Regions from separate parts of the Mus musculus genome. Here region 2 is linked to region 1. The links are chromatin contacts, called in public promoter capture Hi-C maps. All regions are on one chromosome and are shown on one strand. Each heading gives the region's core, a stretch centred on a gene start, on an enhancer-like site or on the middle of the called end of the contact. The rest is flanking DNA. Distances are from core to core; before and after follow the strand shown.

Region 1 (3,010 bases), core at 39-2,538:
CCAGCTCACATCCTCATGTTCAATAGTGTCTCTATGTATGTCTCTATGGGCACTGTACTCATGCACATACACAGACATACATAATTAAAAATAAATCAGAAAAAAACCACTATGTTTTTTCTTTTTAACATTTATTTGTGGGTGACACACATGCAAACATAGCATGCCATAGAAGTCATTTCTCTCGTTCGGCCACATGGACTTAGACATGTATGGTATGTAAGTTAAATATGTAGTTTAAATATTACAAAATAACCTGCTACAAAAACCACAAGATCCGAGGCTCACTGCTATAAAGCAAAGTGATTTTTAAGCCTCTTCCGCTTTTGGGCAGTTTTGACTTCTGATCCCCTGTGCTTATGACTAACTTCTGCGCATGCCTGGTAGGACAAGATGATTAAGCTCTGCTTTCTACAAATTGCTCCAAATAGTAAGTTACAATGTTTCCTCTCATAAATCACTTTCTCCTGAAAAAATATTAATTCAATCAATTTGCGAAAGTTAGAGCATGTGCATTTACTGTATTGTATTGAATTTTATTCCATGTGAAATTTATTCTAAAAGTGACCTGTTCTGCCACTTCACCACTAGGTGCCTCACCAGCATAAGATTTGGGAAATGGAAGCTAAAAACCGTTGGGAATAAAGTAGGAGCCCTGATACACGCTCCCTACTTGGGAAAACCAGAGACTCTGTCGCTGCCTTCATCCTCATCTTGCTTATACACCAAAATGCCTGCTTCAAACTTTGAAAATTATTCATGCAACCACAGGCTGATGAATCAAACAAACCTTTTGATGGCAAAAAAAAAAAAAAGTTCTGATAAATCACTCAGAACTCCTATCTACAAAGACTTACGCAAAATAAAAAAAAATAAAAATAAAAAAAAAAGACTTACGCCCTATACAAGTCAGAAAACTGCTTCGTTAAACCGATGCTCTCATTAAAGTGGAATATCTTACCACCAGTCAACCTTGAGTTCTTAAGACATGTCAAAGTAAGGTAGGCTTCCAAACAACAAAGTCTGTCATCTTTGCCTTTAAAGTTCATGCCGAGGTACCACCACTTAAGAGAAAAACCTCAACAATTAACGGAGCCCGGAGCAGCGCCGGGACGGCTTCAGGAGGGGCAGCGGCTGGGAAGGTCAAGTCGCTCGGAATCTCTCCGCCCCGCAGCAGCCGCACTCTCCGGCCTCTCTCCAGCCAGTCTTGGACCTGGGGGAATCTCCCGACTAGAGACCAGAGATGCCCCCCCACCGGAGCTGCCGAGCCGTCTGCTGCGGGCGGGACTAACGGTCGTCACCCGGACGTGCGGGCGGGCGTGCGGGCGGGAGACGCCCCTGGGAGGAGGGCGGAGCGGCTGCGGGCCGGCGCACCTGGGCCGCGCCGCCCACCTGAGCCGGGAGCCTCGGCCGAGCCCGCCCCTGCCACCTTTCCCCGCCCAGGGCACCACCCTCCCCACCTTCCGTCTGAGCGCTCGCCCCGCCTCCCCGCCCTCATCCCTTCGCAGCTCCGCCCTGCTCCATCCAGCTCTCTGTTGGTCCCTGCATCACTGCGTGCGACCAGACTGGAGGGACGCATCGGTTAGAAAACCTGCAGTGCCAGGCATCATCCCTGGAAGTGTTTCGCCCGATGTACAAAGTCAAAGAATCCTATCAACAGCTTTGGATAGTAAAGGCGTAAATACAGCATAAGGACGGAGAGGTTGACTTCCTAACTATTTGATTTTGGGTTAAGAGAGTGGCAGTGGTCCCTGGGAGTCCACTTGAACTTGTTAGGTAGCCAAGACTGTCCTGGAACTCCTGATTTTCCTGCCTTCATCTTCCAATGGCTAGGATTACAGGAGTGCCCCAATAAACCCAGCAACACCCCCCAACTTTGGTTTTGGTTTTGTGTGTGTGTGTGTGTGTGTGTGTGTGTGTGTGTGTGTGTGTGTGTGTGTGTGTTTAAGACCGTGTCACATGAAGTCCAGGCTGGACTTGAACTCCCGATCCTCCTCATTCCACCTTCCAAGTTCTGGCGTGTGCCACCACACCTGGTTAATGATTTTTTTTAAAAATAGTTTATGATTTTGCCCTCGTTTCTACAGTGAACAAATATATAAATTTTGTGAATAGACAAAAAAGAAAAAAGTTGTGAGTCACACCTCTATAGTCTCTGCAGTCAGGAGGCAGAGGATCTCCATAGAGACCAGCCATGTCTACATACCAAGTTTCAGGTCAGCCTAAGCTACATAGCCACTGACCTGAAAAAAAAAAAAAAAAAACCAACAAAACAAAAGTTATGAATAAATGAGTGACTGTGTTTATTGGTTTCAGACATTCCTTTTTAGGGATCAGAAACAGCCAAGAACCTATCACACCAAATACATTTAAAGTCTTGGCTTTCATTCAGTGTTCCAAGAATGCACAGCCTGACCCCCATCGCCTGTCTAGCTGGTCTTCTCCGAGCAGAGACTCTTTTCTTCCTGGGACCACTGCAACAAGACATTCCACCTAGGCAGTGTTCAAAGTTTTATCTTCTCCAAATTGACACAGGTCTCAATCAGAACCTCAGCTGCCACCTTTAAGCTAGTAACAACCACTACCCTCTTCTCTGAGGATTCTCCTTAGCGTTGACAAATAGGCTTAAAATACCCAAACTCAAAAGTAAGCTCAAGCTACATGCTATTCATGCAAAGATGAACAGGGCACAGTTTCTTAATGAGGCTTGTTTATAAACAGGTGAGAGTGCCCTCACTCCCTAGGGCACTGGGCAGGTGCTAACCATTAAACCAGTTAGAATTTGACAGCTCAGCTGATAAGGGCACTTGCTACTCTTTCAAAGGACCTGAGTTTTGTTCCCAGCACCCTTACCACACTGCTTACAACTGCCCAGAACTGCAACTTTGGGAATTGACACCCTTTTCTGACCTCTGCAGGCACTCGCACACACATGGCATATATTCACAAAGATACACATTTAAAAATGTTTAAAACCACTGTGTTTGTGTAATCTCTGATAGTGAGCACT
Region 2 (2,996 bases), core at 263-2,762, 2.9 Mb after region 1:
GAAGCCAGAATTATAGACAGTTGGGAGCCACCTGCTCAAAGTGGGTGCTGAGAACTCAATGTGGGTCCTGTGGAAAGGCTAAGTCATCTCTCCAGCCCCAGCTTTCCTTATATAGTCTTTTTATATAGCCTATTTGTGCTCTTATTTTGTATTTGAATTTATTCTACTTAGCAACTGATTTCATGTTGTGTAGAATCCTTTTATATATCTTAGGGTAATTACATTTTTAAGTTTCCTAACGATAAGAAACTGTTGGTACTTCTTAGTTCGACTCCACTGTTCAACATTAAGACACATACATCAAGTAAATCGAATAAAATTAGAATGCTCTACTAAATCCATCTCTAAAGATTTGATTTTCTGGAAAAATTTAGTTTGTAATAAATGAAATAACAGAAATGGTTTCTAAATAGTTACCAAGGCTCACCTATGTAATGCAACTTGGTATTAATTCCTAAAATGCCGTGCTAATTTCCATATACTTAATTCACACTTTAATACAGTTATTTAGAGTGTAGAAGCTCCTCCTTCCTTCACCAGACAATGCATATTTTTAAATACTGCAAACTAAAGAAACTTTAGTGAATATTTTAATCCCAAACTATGACCTTACTCTCCGAAGGTGACAAAGCACCGGCTCACACACTTGTACTTTCGTCTGACTTTATACAGCCAAACACGTGGCTGCCCTAAGACTTCAAATTACCCCAAAGAGTGAATGACTCGTGAACATGAGGGTCAAATGTGACAACCTCCTTTCTCTCAAACTTCACCCACTTTCCCTATCCTTTATGGTTAGGAGACACAGGGAAAGCCGGGGTCCCCTTCCTAAATCCTAGCTCCAGGTAACGCAGGGTGCACAGCATCATCTTAGGGGCTCTCCCCCTTGTAGTAGAGTCTGGGGAGACTAATGTCTCTTCTGCGTGTAAGTGCTTCGCTGGGGCTGGCAGCAAGGGAAGCCGCCCGGGACGTGGGCAGGCTCTTACCAGCGAAGCGGATCTTCACGAGGTCGAGCGGGTGCAGCGCCAGGTTGGACAAGACCCCGCCACTCACGCCAGCCACCAGGTTCTCGTACCGGACGTGGCGGAACACCGCGCTCCACGCCGCCGACCCGGCAGCCGACTGGCCCTGGCCTGTCATGGGCTCCGGGTTCGTCGACACTACGGCGTCCAGCGCCGCCGACGTGGGGCGTGATGTAGTGGCCGCCACCGTGGCGACTGTCGCGGCCCGGGGCCTGGAACCGCAGGACGCGAGCCCACTTCCGGGACCGGAGCCCGGGACGCTGCTGCAGGCAAGTCACACCCGCGGCAAAGCGGGGAGTAGGAGAAACCTCAGAGCGGAGCTTGCTTAGCCCCGCCCAGCAGGCCTGGCCCCGCCCACAGCTGCGCGCGCTCGCCCTCGGGTCAAGACGCGAGCGACAGCTGAAGGACCGCCCCCTCCAGCTCCTAGCCGGAGAGACTACGGAACGCCGCGAGGTCCAGCTGAGCCATCCGGCTGCCACTCTGCGGAGCCACGTGACAGGAAGCCCGCGGAAGGCGGAAGTAGTGTGTCTGCGTGCTGGCCCCGGTAAGTCGAGCCCGGTTTAAAGGCTCGTGGAGTCCGACACCCAGAGCCGCCAAGATGAAGGTGAAAATGCTGAGCCGAAACCCTGACAACTATGTCCGCGAAACCAAGCTGGACATACAAAGAGGTGAGAGGAACTGGAACAGAGGAAGGGGCCTCCTCCCGGATTCTTTGGGTCTGGCCAGCTTTCGAGCAGTAAAAGGGGCGGGAGGCCAGCGCTCTGGTCTCGGTTTCCCTCTCCGCCTAGGCGGCTGCGTCCACACGGGGCTGGTGAGGATCAGAACTGCAGATGGCACATACCTCTACGTCCTTTGTGAGAATTTTCCTCTAGTGGGAAGTAGTTACGTATACACGCCTTTAATCCCAGCACTTGGGAGGCAGAGGCAGGCGGATTTCTGAGTTCAAGGCCAGCCTGGTCTACAGAGTGAGTTCCAGGACAGCCGGGGCTACAGAGAGAAACCCTGTCTGCGTTACTAAAGGTTCTCTCTCCTCCCCCTAGCATTGCTAACGTGTGGTATATGGCCCCCCCCCCCAGCTCCCAAGGTGTTTTACATGGTAATAATTTCTTTTCTTTTTTTTTTTTTTGGTAATATTTCTTAAATGAAAAGTAGATTTGTCCCCAGAGTTTGACGTTAATTATTTTGAATCTTTGAACCTCATTACTTTTTTTTTTCTTCCACTTTCACCAAACAGTGCATTGCTGGATGGAGCTGTCATGGTTTATAGTGCTTGGCCCAGGGAGTGGCCTTGTTGGAGTAGGTGTGTCACTGTGGGTGAGAGCTTTAATACCCTAGTCCTAGCTGCCTAGCAGAAAGTATTCTCCTAGCAGCCTTCAGATGAAGCTGTAGAACAACTCTCAGCTCCTCCTGCACCATGCCTGCCTAGATTTTACCATGTTCTCACCTTGATGATAATGGACTGAACCTCTGAACCTGTAAGCCAGCCCCAACTAAATGTTGTCCTTATAAGAGTTGCCTTGGTCGTGGTGTCTGCTCACAGCAGTAAAACCCTAACTAAGACAGTGGCTTACGTTACCCTTGCCAATGTGGGTGCATTTCAGGCTTTGTCTTGGAGCTATACTTATGTACGTATCTTTACATACTTATCCCTACAAGTGCCCTCCATCCTGCGCATCAGTGTCCTCTTCTGTGTTTTCAGTACACATTGTTTGGATTTGTCAGTGCTTATCACATTATCTCATGGTTCATGCTGATTAGCAGGCTTTCCTATCAGCTTGAAAAGAGAGGAAAGAATCCTATTCCTATATGCAGTGTTTAGACAATAACTCACATAAATAGCTACTTTGTAAGTATCGGAATGAATGAATGAATGGGTGACAGCTGGGACACAGAATCTTATGCTAGGAGATACAACTCTACTTTATAGTAACATCTTTTTTCAACAGTATCTCCCTATTTTTATTTATTTATTTA

The links. Promoter capture Hi-C pulls out the DNA fragments that hold promoters and counts their contacts.
Region 2: a contact with region 1 is called in a promoter capture Hi-C map of pre-B cells, with 6 times the contacts expected there. The contact joins the promoter of Dcaf13 here to the promoter of Fbxo43 in region 1. A contact is called at or near these places in 3 of 39 promoter capture datasets (erythroid cells, liver and pre-B cells).

Annotation. Positions count from the first base shown.
Region 1 is chr15:36,163,573-36,166,582 of GRCm38.p6, forward strand. Fbxo43 (F-box protein 43) reads right to left here and starts at 1,289. Exons shown (of 5, transcript NM_001081253.2): 1 at 898-1,289.
Region 2 is chr15:39,111,362-39,114,357 of GRCm38.p6, forward strand. Dcaf13 (DDB1 and CUL4 associated factor 13) reads left to right here and starts at 1,513. Exons shown (of 11, transcript NM_198606.2): 1 at 1,513-1,690. The coding sequence starts at 1,621. Slc25a32 (solute carrier family 25, member 32) reads right to left here and starts at 1,355. Exons shown (of 7, transcript NM_172402.3): 1 at 987-1,355. The coding sequence starts at 1,140.